Linked DNA regions of Mus musculus: region 1 is linked to region 2. A link is a contact called in public promoter capture Hi-C data. All regions are on one chromosome and are shown on one strand. The core of a region is the stretch at or near the end of the contact, and the rest is flanking DNA. Distances in the headings are between cores, read along the strand shown.

Region 1 (6,717 bases), core at 1,856-4,355, 4.5 Mb before region 2:
GACCAAAGTACACTGGGTTTCAAAGGTATGTGCAGGAAAGTTATGAGGGGCGGAGTGTCACTATAAACAAACTGGTCACTTACTTTGGCTTGCCATAACCTGGAATCCAGCCCACAAGGTCTCAATGACAAGAGACTCTTTGATTACAGATTACATATATGTCGTTTGAATCTAGACGCTGAGTTCAGTTCTTTGATGGTTTGGATACAAGGAAATACACATAGGTAGCAGGTATGTCAGGTTCCATAACAGCTCACATCTTTCCTATGCCAGACCTAATAGCACAGCTACCCTTTTGCAACGAAGCTTTGTCTGAAGGACACCCAGGACACCCAGGTCTTCGTGACAGGTAGTACCAAATTGGGCTCATCTTTAACCATTATATGCCATGCTTTCTTCACACCAGGAAAAAGGACTCCACTAGATAGATTAAAGATTTCTTACTTCCTAAAACTGCATTCACTTCTCATTGGAAAGGGAGGAGAGGTGGGTGTTCAAACAGACAGCCAATAGGGATATTTGTCTACTGACTCCTTGGAATTTCTGTAGCAGAGAACAGCCAGATAAAATGCTTAGACCTGTGACATAATCAGAATAAAAACCAGTTATCCCATGTCTTGTACCATTATGCACTAATTCCCTGGAAAGCATCTATGCTTAAGTGCATCCTCCAAAGTATCAGAAAAGCATGGTGTGGGGGCATGGAGATCATCTGTGGGAGTTATTGCAATGTGTACTGTATGTACTTTCTCATGGCAATCACTGAAGAGGGAATTGCTGGCCCCCTCTCATAAGCAAGAAAGGACTTCACTATAGGACCATGGGTAGGTCTCTTTGAAGGTAGAAGTTTGATTTGAATGTAAGGGGTGGGCGTGTTAGTTCTCTTGAATGTAACAGCCTTTCTCTCGCTCTGATTTAGAATCAGCTTAAATCTGAGGAGTTGGAAAATCTCATGGTCATCGTCCAAACTTAGACAGGGGAAGAATGATCTGGCTTCATCCAGCTCAACTGTCATGAATATGCACAGAAGAACAGACCAGTTACAAGACCAACACTTCCATGGAAGCTCTCACTGTCTATAACGGAGGCTTAGTTGGCTTTAGCCCTAGTCTGGGCAGCTTTTAGTAAATTACCCACTGTTCTCCTATTTACCAATTCTCTAGAGTCAAAGTATTTGTGACAGTGAGGGATGCAGGGAGGGGAGGGAGAAAGAGAAAGAGAAGGAGAGAGAGAGGGGGAGAGAAAAAGAGAGAGAGAGGGAGGGAGATGTGCATCTAGGAATGCTTCCTCATGGGTTCTGTCTCCATTCTTTACAAGACATTTCCTACATTACAACACATCTTATTAACAAGCCTACGCATGGGCAAAAGAAACCTCTGGAATCCTACTTTCCTATCAAGACAGTTTGTCTTCTATGGCGAGGCACCAGACCCACAACAGACCCAAGGGCCCTCCCCAGTATTCACATCCCCAAGTTGGATTTATGGATTTGCTCTGATGGATTCAAAAGAAGCAATTAGTTTTAAACAGCCATTTCCCAAGCTTCCAGCTGTCTCCTAGATGCCTTCACAAGCAACCACCTCCATGTCATCCAGCAGACCTTTTATGTACCAGATTTAGGGATGTAAAGGCCAGTATCAGACAAGGTTGGGGGGGGGGGGCGTTTTACCTACCGCATCCCTCTGCATCAAGTTCAGTAGGGATGCTTTTCACCTGTGAGAAGGCATTAGGCTTGGGGGAGGAGTGCCGGGCTTTTCTCATTCTCTTCCTTAGGAAAAGCAGATGCCCAAAGAAGCTGGGGATAGAGGACATAGTGGTAGTTCAAGAAAGTGTTAAACCCAAGAAGCTAAGTTGCCTAACAAGTAATCAACACCCTTTCTGCTAACAGGGTATCTATCTAAATTGAGGTCCATTCATCTGAATGAAAGAAAAAAAAAATCTTCACCTTCCACTGATGTCTACTTGAAATTTAACATTCTCTTCAAGGACTGTGTAGGCAGCTGGCCACAGCAATATTAGCAGTATTTATGATGTTTTAGAAATGTGTTTACAGGTAGTGCCTATATCTTGAATTCTATATTCTGAGCTATTCAAAATTATAATAGTTATTTGCTTTTTAAATTTATATGGCATTCTTTTAAATACTTTAGTGGCTGTTTTCTTTCATCATAGCCTGCCTTAAATTTTATGTTTTTAAAAGTCTCTTGAGAGATAGATGGCTCAGTGGTTAAGAGCTCTTACGGAGGGCTTACTTCCAGAGGAATTGAGTTCAGTTCCCAGCACCCAGATGAAAGCTTATAACCCCAGTTCCAGGGCATTAGGCATACATGCAAACGAACTAACTATACACATGAAATAAAATAATAAAGTTTAAAGCAAAAAGGGAAATCTTCTAAGAAAGAGTCCTTAGTTTTCCCCCAAACTCAGAACTGTCAGAGGTAGCTGCAGGTTTTAAAAAAAAAAAAAAAGGATCAGAAAGCTGTGTTTACAGAGGAGAGGTTTACAGCCTGTGCAAACTCTCTGACTCAGCTTCAGTCTGTGAGCCCTAGAAGCTGGGGTGGCTCTCGGAGAAGTAAGTAAAAGTAAGGTGAAAAGTTTCACCAAAGAGCCTTTTCTCCCTTGTACTAATTGCCAATCAGCCTGGCCTGTGCTTCTCCGCTGACCACCTCCCACCCCCAGCGCCCTGGGTACCTCCCCAGATCAATGCCAGTCTCAACCCACCCGGCAGGCAGGGCAAGGTGCTGAGTGACAGACAACAAGTGGAACTAACGTTTCTGAAATTCCCACGCACCGAGACCACACGTCCAAGCTGTGTGGGTGGAGAGGGTGCCAGGGCCATCCTCTCTGCATCGCTGAGGCTGGGCCACTAAGGAGAAAGCATTGAAGTCCACCGAGTCCCAGACCAAAGGGGAGTCTGTCAGGGGTTGGAAAAGAAGAAGGGCGGCCGGGAGCGCGGAGACAGAACCGAGGTGGGCGACAGCGAGCGGCTATAGGAGGGTAACAGCGTCGTGGGGTGCGTCTTACCGGGCTGAGCGACACCGTGGGCCCCAGCGCTGGCGCAGCAGAAACTACTGTGGCGCTGGAGCGCTGGCCTCGCATAGCCCCGCCTGGCCGCCGGGGCGGGGAGGCAAAGGCCAGGGGCGGGGACAGCCACCACCCCCACACCCCCAACCTCCGGAGGAGGAAAGGCCGCCAGGGCGCTACCCAACAACAAACCCGGAGGGGAATGCGCACCTTGGAGCAGGCACGGACACCGGAGGCATGGGTGGTATGGGTGATCCTTGCTCCCCATGTCCTGCGACTGTCCCCACGCAGCCTAGACGCTTTTCTTACGCCTGGGGTGCAGACAAGGCCACCTCTACTCAGAACCGCGCGGCACCTTCCCCTGGAACCTGCTGGCTCCTAGGAGTTGTTCTTTTGGTGCCTGACAAGTCACTGTTCTGCCCCTTCTAAGGACTGACTGTTTGAAGGCACAAGCCAGAGACCGCGGCTTCATGTGTTAAAACAAATACAGTTCCTAAAAGTTGCTAAGGCCTCAACTTAAAAAAAAAAAAAAAAAAAAAAAACCTCAAAGAACACGCAAATGCCACCAACTTTTTTTTTAAGCATAACTAAGTTTCTTTCGCACTTGTTTGATTATATGCATTTTAATAGTTTTTGAGTCACTTCTTTCAAACTGTCTTCACTCTGAAGGATCTATAGAAAAATTGCTTGGTCGCAAACAGGGACTACGGGTTTGATGGTAAGCCTGGTGGCACTTGCTGGCACCTGCACCTGCAACACTGCCTCCCTAGTAATTTTCCGTGACTTTGTGCAGCAACAGGTAAGTCTGGTAAAGAACTTGGAAACAAAACCAAATGTGATCTGTATTTACTGATAAAGCTATTGCTGGAAACAGCGTATTAAGACTATGTAAAAATAATCCTTAATGTCTGCCATACTCTAAACTAAAACTGAATTTATTTTATCAATAAAATGTTTCACATACTTGAGAGTTGAGGCAAGGGGCGGGGCACCAGAAAAAAATGTTCAGGCCTCAGGACAGTTAATTGTTGTATAGTACTGAACATAACCCTGATTTCCACCCTCTAAGTGCCAACAATTGTAGCCCAAAGTTTTGACAAAAGCAAAACTCTACACACATATTTCCAAAGCAATTCGTACTATTCTTCATCTCTCCTTCCTCTCCATCCTCATTAAGAAGTCCTGGTTCCTGTGAATGAATCAAGGGCAGTCTGTTTGCAGGGTGTTTGGAGGTCTATGGCTGGAGAATCGAGTTGGAAGCCGTGTCCTGAATAGTTCCCACACGCTGGGGCATCTATGTATCGTTCTATTACCCCACTGAAGTCCCTTCTTTCCATCAGTGTCTTGCCCATCAGACATTAAGACTGAGAAGTTACTCCATTGGCATTCCCCTTTTTCTTTCTATAATATTTTATTTACTTATTTAGTGTGCATGTGTGCACGTGTACATGTGTGTCATGAGGCACAGGTGGAAGTTAGAGGTCAACTTCCCAAAGTCAATTCTGTCCTCCAACAGATGGATCCCAGACCATCGGGCTTAGAACCAGGCAGGCATCTTTACCTGCTGACCCATCTCGCCAGCCCAGTCATTCTTTCCTCAGATGGTTATTCTCCATCTTGTCCGCTGAATGTCAAGTGAGCCCTGTGGCTGCTACTGTCTGGACCTACACTTGATTCCCATCCATATGAGGTTTCCAGAGTAGTGAGTGTGCAGACAGGGAGATGGGAAACTAAGAGAAATATTAAAGGATGGCAAGAAAGCTTGGGGGGGAGCATGGTGGGGGAAGGGGGCATGATGTGTAGTGGGGGAGGGGGCATGATGGTGAGGAACAAATACCTATCCAAGAAGATCCGGGCATAAGGAAATATAGACTGGCGACCCCCAGGAAGCCATGCAGACCCATACTAGGAAGGGCACTAGCAGGAATGAGCAGCAATAGAGCGTGGAAAGGAAAAGGAGAAAGCAAAGACACTGGAGTAAGGGCAAGGCAGAGGGATTCTCCAGGCATGCTGCTTTAAATGCACCTGCTTGGAGCCCATTAAACAAGCCCCACCCTCATCTCTGAAGCAAATGCTTCCTTGGGTGAATGTGTAGCTAGAGAAGTGGTTTATTCTGCCCCAGTAAACCTTCCTACTTGTGATAGCCACTCATCCAGAGAGACACCAATCCTCACGAGCTACTATGAGACTCATTGGGAAGTTGGGGGGGGTGGGGATTTCTGGAGCAAGCAGCACACACTGTCCCTCCTGACAGACCAACAGGAAGTCTCCTAACCAGAAGGGAAGTGAGCAGAGATACAGAGAGTATATTACCTTTTCATATGTGGCCTTCAATAGGCAGTTCCAATCTCTCCCAGATTGCTGCATTCCTCGCAGCCAAACTGCTTGTAAAATAGCCAAAATTGTATCAAGCTACAGCGCAGTTAGAGTTTCTTCATCTGTATCACAGGAGATCAAGTGATTTTCCAGTCAGAAAGCACTAATGTATACACAGGTACTTCAAATACAAAGCGCCCTATCCCGATCAGCACTGATTGCAAGCAAGAAGCCAGCTATAGACACCTTAACTTAAGAGAAATTGGGAGAAGGCTTCCATCAAATGCTGGAGTCATAGTGGCCAGGGACACGAACCTGACTTAGGAAAGTTCTAAGGAGTCAAAGAGCCTGTGATGGTTTGTCTATGCTTGGCCCAGAGAGTGGCACTATTAGGAGGTGTGACCTTGTTTGAGTAGGTGTGCCACTATGGGTATGAGCTTAAGACCCTCACCCTAGCTGCCTGAAAGTCAGTATTCTGTTAGGTGCCTTCAGATGAAGATGTAGAACTTTCAGCTCCATGCCTGCCTGGATGCTGCCATGCTCTTGCCTTGATGATACTGGACTGAACCTCTGAGCCTGTAAGCCAGCCCCAATTAAATGTTGTCCTTATAGGTCTTACCTTGGTCATGGTGTCTGTTCACAGAAGTAAAACCCTAACTAAGGCAGAGACCAAACAACTTCTTTTTGCTGGTATTATTTTTCTTCTCCTTAAAAAAAAAATTATTTTCTTTTTGAGATTTTTGTACGTTAGTATTATATTGACATCATTTCCATGCTACCTTCTCCTCAATCCAACTCCTTGAATATATCCCTCAAATTCATGAGTTCTTCTCTTTATTATTGATACTATATATACATATAGCATTATCATCCCGGAAGAAAGCTGATTTCCCCTCTCTCAGCAGCCATTCAATTGCCTGCAGTTCTTCATTTATGCTAAGATCTATGAGATTTCCTCCATCCACATTGGGATGTCAACTGGTGTTGTCATTGTTTGCATCGTGTTTAGGTAACCAACTGTATTGTTGAAATTGCATGGGTGCAGCTCCTATCATATATGAAAGACATTATCTCACAGCAGACATCCTAGTCCTCTGACTCACAATCTTTTCACCCCCTTTTCCATGATGTGTCCTGAGCCTTAGGTGGCTTTCTGTGATGGTCTCCACCTGCTGCAAAGGGAAGCTTCTTTGGTGAGGGGTGAGAGTTATATTTATTTGTGAATATAAAGGTAAATATTTAGAATTGAGTTAGGAGTGTTACTCTTCCAGGAAAGTGTCAGTAGTAGGTTTTTCTCTAGGGTTCATGACCTCACCAGCCATTGGTAGTTGGGGGCTAGGTTCACAGGACCAATCTTGTTTTCCATCCTATTAAGTA
Region 2 (7,355 bases), core at 3,594-6,093:
AGCAAGGTATGAGGGGTGACATAGAGGACAGCATACCAGTCAGGTACAGGCTGTGTGTCTCAAGTGCTAGTATGGAATATGGGGATCGAACAATGGTCTTTACTCTTGCCTTCCCACACTGAGTCCTGTGGCTATTTCTGTCAGCCCTCTGTCATAGCTGGAAAGAAATGCAAACATTGTCTCTAGGTGTTGAGTAAGCCCCCACCCCAACTCTTAAGAATTTGTGTATTTTTAACAACAGATTTACATAAGTTAGCTCCCATTGGGCAAGGCATCCTACACATTTGAGGATAACCTGCTCTCTCAATAGTGAGTTCAAGGCCAGCGTGAACCGCATTACAAGATCCAGACTCAGAAAGAAAGAAAACATTAATTCCTAAAGTGACATTTTCAGCATCATATTTGACTGGTTGGAAGAAGAAATCTCTCTCTCTCTCTCTCTCTCTCTCTCTCTCTCTCTCTCTCTGTACAAACATATTTTCCATCTCATATTTAGTAGAAGAATAAATGACCCCACCCCTTTACTATGCCATTTCTAGTTGCACTTGGTTTGGGATGATCAGAGTTGAGAGCCTGGTGTGTAGTTTTCCTCATGACTGTTTCTGTTCTCATGGGGACATGCCACTGTTTACCGTTTAGCTTTATTATATTTGAGCATGCAGCCGAATGCATTGATTTTCTTTATTTATAGGACACTCCATCAAAACTAAGACTGTCTAGGGCTGAGGAGATGGCTTATTTGATAAAGTGCTTACTGCACAGCATGGTGACACAGTGAGAATCCTTAGTACCCATGACCCATGCAAACGCAGGGCAGGCGTGGTTGGCCTGCTTTTTAATTCAACACCTCAGGAAGCCAAGGCAGGGGCTCCCCAGCTGGCTGGTTAGACCAGCTGGAATGGATGAGCTCTGGGTTCTTTAAGAGACCCTGGCTCAATAATACATGGAAAAGAGAGGTCAAGAGAGACACCACTGTCAACTTCAGGTCTCCATATGCATGGGCACACCTGTGCAAGTACACCTGTGCCCACACACGTGTACCCACCCACATGTAAGCACTCTCATCTCACTAACACACACACACACACACACACACACACACACACACACACACACACTCACAAGCACTCACATGCACATCTCATAGGTACTGCCAGGTTTCTTTCCTAATGTCTATAATAATTTACTTGTAAACCCAAAACCTATAAGGATGCTTCTATCTCTGTATGCTTTAGTACTAATAAGGCCAGGCTGACTCCATGTCAGACCTCAAATTGGCAATTTAGGAGACTAGGCCTAAGAATTGGGCAAGTTCAAACAAGCCCAGGCAAGTCAATTACTAATAGAAAACTCCAGGCTCTAGCCTCCACACCTGGGTAATGGTTCCAGAATGCCTAGAGCTAGAGCCAGATAAAGCTCATCTATCCTGGAACCCCAATGTGCTTTAAATTGAGCCTGTGAGCTCACTTGGCTCTCTATCTTGGTAATGGGAGATTCTGCAGAATAAAATACTCTGCTTTTACATACTGTTTGAGTCCAAGGTAACATTCTTCAGAGAATCATGGATCCTTATAGTACTAGATGTTGTCAATTTTAATTCCAGTTTTTATTATTTTTGGTTCGGTTTGCATTTTCCCATTTCCTTAGCAGTCAGCATTAGGTTCTCTTTCGATCTTGTTGGTGAACATTGGCACTGCTTTCCTGCCAAGCCTCCACTGACTTCTGCTTCTCCAGGTGGGAACGGACGCAGCAGCTTCAGTGAGCGTGATGAATTTTAGTCCTAATGACTGGTGTGTGCTGTACTCATTTAAAATCGTCAGAAAGATAGATTTGGGGCATCTGATTTACCCAGCTCTCTGCAGAAGCCACCTTGTGGGTCCAGGACCTTGCTGTGCTCCGTAGATCGAGTAGAGCATGTGGTGGTAGCTCTCTGCAGGGAGGAGGAGCTAACATTACGTCATATTAGGGAGAAGCATGTGTGGAGAGGAACTGCGCAGCATGCTACATTAGAGAGAGGCTTGTGTGGGAGGAGCTTGGATGGCGTGTATATTAGAGAGCTCCCAGCATCCAGCAGCTGCACCTTGACCTGTCTCTTGCCCACTGCTAACACAAGGTGAACAGACCCCGGCGCCCTCCATTTCTGAGGATTTTTCTAGCATTTGAGCAGCCATGGCATCCTGTTGTGACTCCACCTGGAAAACCTGATGCTGCTTTCTGAATCGTTTGAGCATAGGTCAGTTACAAACAGTCCAGAAACTAAAATTATGGTCACAGTGAGAGAGCAAAGAAGTGGAGAACAAAGAAATAGAGGGGAGAGTTTCAAGTTTTTAAGACTCATCAAAGACCCCATAGAGCCTGTCACACCCCTAGGTAGGGCCCCAATTCACATTCAAAGCTGTAGGATTTTTGTTAGTTATAGTGAACTGGGGCAGGTGGGGTGCAGCTTCTGTCGTTCTTGGGGGGTTTCCTGGGTGGAGCACATAGACTCCTGGGCCACACCAATGGACAGGAAAGGATGGAAGTTCCAAGTAGTGAAGTTCCTAACTAATTTTAAACTGGTGTAAGTAGAGAGTGAGGTGGAGAGTGGGGGAGGGGTGCGGGATGGAGCACCTTGGCAGGCTGGGGAGGAGCAGATGTCTTACAAGTGCATCTTGTTGGAGGTGGCAGATTCAAATACCTGGCTGCATGTGTGCTGAGGGTAAGATGCTGAGCATACACTGAAATTGCCAGGGAATTAAACAAAACAAAACAAAACAAAACACCCCCCCCCAATCTGTGTTGGAGATTCTACAAGGCTCAAAGACTGGTAAGAACTACATGATTGTAGAGAGTTAGAATGTTGCAGATCCAGAGAGAGATTATCTTGGGCTATTCATTGCCCATCCCTGTGTTTAACCTAACATCTTTTTGGCCATTGGGTAAAGCCTTTGAAAGGTATTCATAGCAGAGCCCCTTACAAATCCAGAAGTTAAGCATGGCATCAGATAGCGCCTGAAACCTCCCAGCAGAGTTTCCTGCTCTGCTGTGTGGTCACTGCCAGCCTGTTCCTGCTCTGTCGTGTGGTCACTGCCAGCATGTTTGCTAAGCACATTGATTTATGACTTTCCTTTCATTCTGTGACTAATGAGAGCCCATGGAACTTGTTCTCCAGGGAACACTGTCACCAGGAGCTTTGAAGAACACCACATCGGGCACCACATTTTACTGAGAAATTGGGGTTCTTTTTTTCTGAGCTCTTCTCTCTTCTTAATAAAAGAATTTTCAAAATGAAACTGGAGGACAGTTTTATTTGAGAGAAAACAACAGGGCAGGCAAGCTGTGGATCTGAACAGCTGCCCAGAGGAGGGATGTGGAGGGTGAGGGGTGAGGTGGGGCATGGGGGCAGAGGTCGGGGTGGGGAGTAGGAGGTGCTGGGGAGACAGCCTTTTGAGTTAGGGCAGGATGTTTAGCCATGAAGGTCAGCAAACAAGTACATGGCAAAGGGCAGGTAACTTCAGAGAAAAGATGAGACACCCAAAGTTCCAGAGACAACATGTTTAGACTTTGGCCAATATCCGAGAAAGAGAGAGAGAAAAGAAGAAAAAGGGAAAGCTGAGGAGAGCTGAGAGCTGAGTGGCTGCAGCTCCAGGACGACTGCACTGAGGGTTTCATGAAGGGAACGTGCCGTGTCTCATCCCATTAAGGGGATACCTACTCCTCCTAGCTAAGCTTGGCTGCCGGGGATCAGCCTTGGTTAACAGGCCCAACTGGATGAACTCTTAAGGGAGGGTGGAGACAATCATATGTAATGTTCTTACCTTTGGAATGGATCCTGTCTCCACACAGGAAGACTCCACCAGGGAGAGGTCCATCCTCGGTGGCCTTCAAGGCTTTAAGGCATCTGTAATGACATGTTTTTCAGAGCAGCTTGAGTCTGTGTTCCCAAGTCACAGTCGCTCATATTTGGTTCAGGAACTCTCTTATTCCCTTTGTTGTGAAAGCTGGATTTGCATCAAGACCATAGGATGCTTTCCAGACATGTAACCTGCGGTACCCGAGGATGCTATATCCTGAGATGGATAATACCAGAAGAAGAGGAAGAGGCGTGGGAAGATTTAGGTTTTGTGTGGGCATCGTGAGTTGCTTATGATGCTTATGAGGGTGCAAAGTGAATGTGTAGGCACACAGATAAAGGTTTTGTCTTAGCCACTGTTCTGTTGCACCGTGACCAAGGCAACTCTATGAAAGAAAGCACTTAACTAGGGGCTGGCTTACAGTTTCTGAGGCTTTATTCATGTCACCATGGGGGTGGGGGCATGGAAGAACACATGGAGCTGGAGAAGTAGCAGAGAGCTACATCCTGGTCTGTAGGCAGTCCAAGTGACATTGAACCTGGGAGGGGTGGGGGCTTTTGAAACCTCAAAGCCCACCCTCAGTGACACACCTCCTCTGATAAGGCCACAGTTCCTAATCCTTTTCAAATAGTGCCACTGCTGGTGACTAAGCATTCAAGTGTATGAGCCTACCAGGGGCCATCCTTATTCACTACCACAGGTTTGCATGTGAGTATGTGGGCCTGAGGCACGGATGAGAGCCTCAAGGTGGGCAGTAAGCACAGGCGTCATTCCAGTTTCACTGGAAATGGTCTAGTGGGTGGGACTAGAAGGGCCAGGATGGCCTTGATGGGAAGAGAATCCAGCAAAAGAAACTGCAAAGTAGGAGTAGGAAACCCAGAAAGGGTCCGCTGGGTGCAAGTATTACTGGTAGAGTTTATAGCTAGTCATGAGCAGAGTCCTATAATCTGGTTAGGGTCAGCACATAGGAAAAGGTAGGTGTTGTTACCACTAGTCCTTCACTGCCACCTCTCAGGCCTTACTGCCACCTCACAGGCCTCACTGTCACATCACAGGCCTCACTGTTACCTCACAGGCCTCACTGTCACCTCACAGGCCTCGCTGTCACCACATAGGCCTCGCTGCCTCCTCACAGACTCTCAGTGCCACCTCACAGGTCTTACTGTCACCTCACAGGCCTCACTGCCACCTCATAGGTCTTGTTGTCACCTCACAGGCCTCACTGCCACCTCATAGGTCTTGTTGTCACCTCGCAGGTCTCACTGCCACCTCACAGGTCTTGTTGTCACCTCACAGGCCTTACTGCCACCTCATAGGCCTTACTGTCACCTCATAGGCCTTACTGTCACCTCACAGACCTTACTGTTACCTCACAGACCTCACTGCCACCTCATAGATCTCACTGTCACCTCACAGGCCTCATTGCCACCTCGCAGGACTCACTGTCACCTTACAGGCCTTACTGCCACCTCATAGCCTTGCTGTCCACTCATGGGCCTCACTGTCACCTCATAGGCCTCACTACTACTCACAGGCCTTGCTGTCATCTCACAGACCTTACTGTCATCTCATAGGCCTTGCTATCACCTCATGGGCCTCACTGTCACCTCATACAGGCCCTCACTGTCAACTTACAGGCCTCGCTGTCACCACACAGGCCCTCACTGTCATTTCACTGGCTTCATTGCCATCTCACAGGCCCTCAGTGCTACCTCATAGGCCTCGCTGTCACCGCAGTCCCTACCTGCCATCTCCCAGGCCTCATAGCCACCTAGCAGTCTCTCATTGTCAAAGCACCAGCCTCACTTCCACATCACAGGACCTCACTGTACCTCAGAGGTTCTCACTGCCACAAGACCTGACTGCCACCTCATAGAACCTCATTGCTCCCCTAGAGTCCCTCACTGTCATGCCACAGACACTCAATGTCACCTCATAGCCCTTGTGGCTACATTAAAGACCATGTCACCTCCCAGAACTCCGTGTAACCCAACAAGGTAATATTTGCATTTCACAGAGTCCTCCTGCCACCACACAGGACATGGCCACCATCCCACAAGCCCTCACTATGATCTGACAGTCCTCACTGGTACCATACAGTGCCTTCCTGTTGTGTCACAGGCCTCCTCAGTCCTTATAGGCAGTCACTGTTGCCCCAGAGGCATCACTGCCACTTCATAGGCCCTAACTGTTACCTCACAGGCCACAGTGCCATTTTACGATCTCATTATCACCTCACGGCACTAACCTTCCATCGCACAAGCCCTTCCTCCCACCTCACAGACACCTCATAGGCATCACTGCTACCCCAGAGGCATCACTGTGCCTCACGCCTCACTGTTCCCTCTCAGGCCTAACTGCCATCCCCACACTTTGACACCTCACTGACACTCACTTAGACCACACATCCTCATTGCCACTTCTCAGCACTTCCTTGTCACTACAGAGACTCAGCTGTCATATAGGCCTCTCTGCCAATCTAAAGCTCCTCTCTGTTCCACTGCAGGTCCTCAATGCCACCTCAGTCCTCATGGTGACTTCATAATTACTCAGACCACAGAGGCACAAGTCACCTCATGGACCTTACTCCCACTTCAAGGACCTCACTGTCAACTCACAGGCTTCACTGTCATGGCTCTCACTGTCACAGACATCCCTTTAACAGGCTTTGCTGTCACAGGCTTCAGTGTCACAGGCTCTCACTGTCACAGGCTTCACTGTCACAGGCTTCCCTGTCACAGCTCTCACTGTCACAGCTCTCACTGTCACAGGCTCTCACTGTCACAGGCTTCACTGTCACAGGCTCTCACTGTCACAGCTCTCACTGTCACAGGCTCTCACTGTCACAGCTCTCACTGTCACAGGCTCTCACTGTCACTGCTCTCACTGTCACAGCTCTCACTGTCACAGGCTCTCACTGTCACAGCTCTCACTGTCACAGCTCTCACTGTCACAGCTCTCACTGTCACAGCTCTCACTGTCACAGGCTCTCACTGTCACAGCTCTCACTGTCACAGCTCTCACTGTCACAGGCTCTCACTGTCACAGCTCTCACTGTCACAGGCTCTCACTGTCACAGGCTCTCACTGTCACAGCTCTCACTGTCACAGGCTCTCACTGTCACAGGCTCTCACTGTCACAGGCTTCACTGTCACAGCTCTCACTGTCACAGGCTCTCACTGTCACAGGCTCTCACTGTCACAGGCTCTCACTGTCACAGGCTCACACTGTCACAGGCTCTCACTGTCACAGGCTCTCACTGTCACAGGCTCTCACTGTCACAGCTCTCACTGTCACAGCTCTCACTGTCACAGGCTCTCACTGTCACAGGCTCTCACTGTCACATCTCTCACTGTCACAGGCTCTCACTGTCACAGGCTCTCACTGTCACAGGTTCTCACTGTCACAGCTCTCACTGTCACAGGCTTCACTGTCACAGGCTCTCACTGTCACAGGCTCACACTGTCACAGGCTCACACTGTCACAGGCTCACACTGTCACAGGCTCTCACTGTCACAGCTC

What was found. Promoter capture Hi-C pulls out the DNA fragments that hold promoters and counts their contacts.
Region 1: a contact with region 2 is called in a promoter capture Hi-C map of liver, with 5 times the contacts expected there. The contact joins the promoter of Sqor here to the promoter of 1700054M17Rik in region 2. A contact is called at or near these places in 2 of 39 promoter capture datasets (both in liver).

Annotation. Positions count from the first base shown.
Region 1 is chr2:122,761,747-122,768,463 of GRCm38.p6, reverse strand. It overlaps Sqor (sulfide quinone oxidoreductase), which reads right to left and starts at 3,105. Exons shown (of 10, transcript NM_001162503.1): 1 at 3,025-3,105.
Region 2 is chr2:118,302,402-118,309,756 of GRCm38.p6, reverse strand. 1700054M17Rik (RIKEN cDNA 1700054M17 gene) reads right to left here and starts at 4,843. Exons shown (of 3, transcript NR_045919.1): 1 at 4,822-4,843; 2 at 3,798-3,880; 3 at 1,591-1,930. All of the region lies in intron 1 of Gpr176 (G protein-coupled receptor 176), which reads left to right.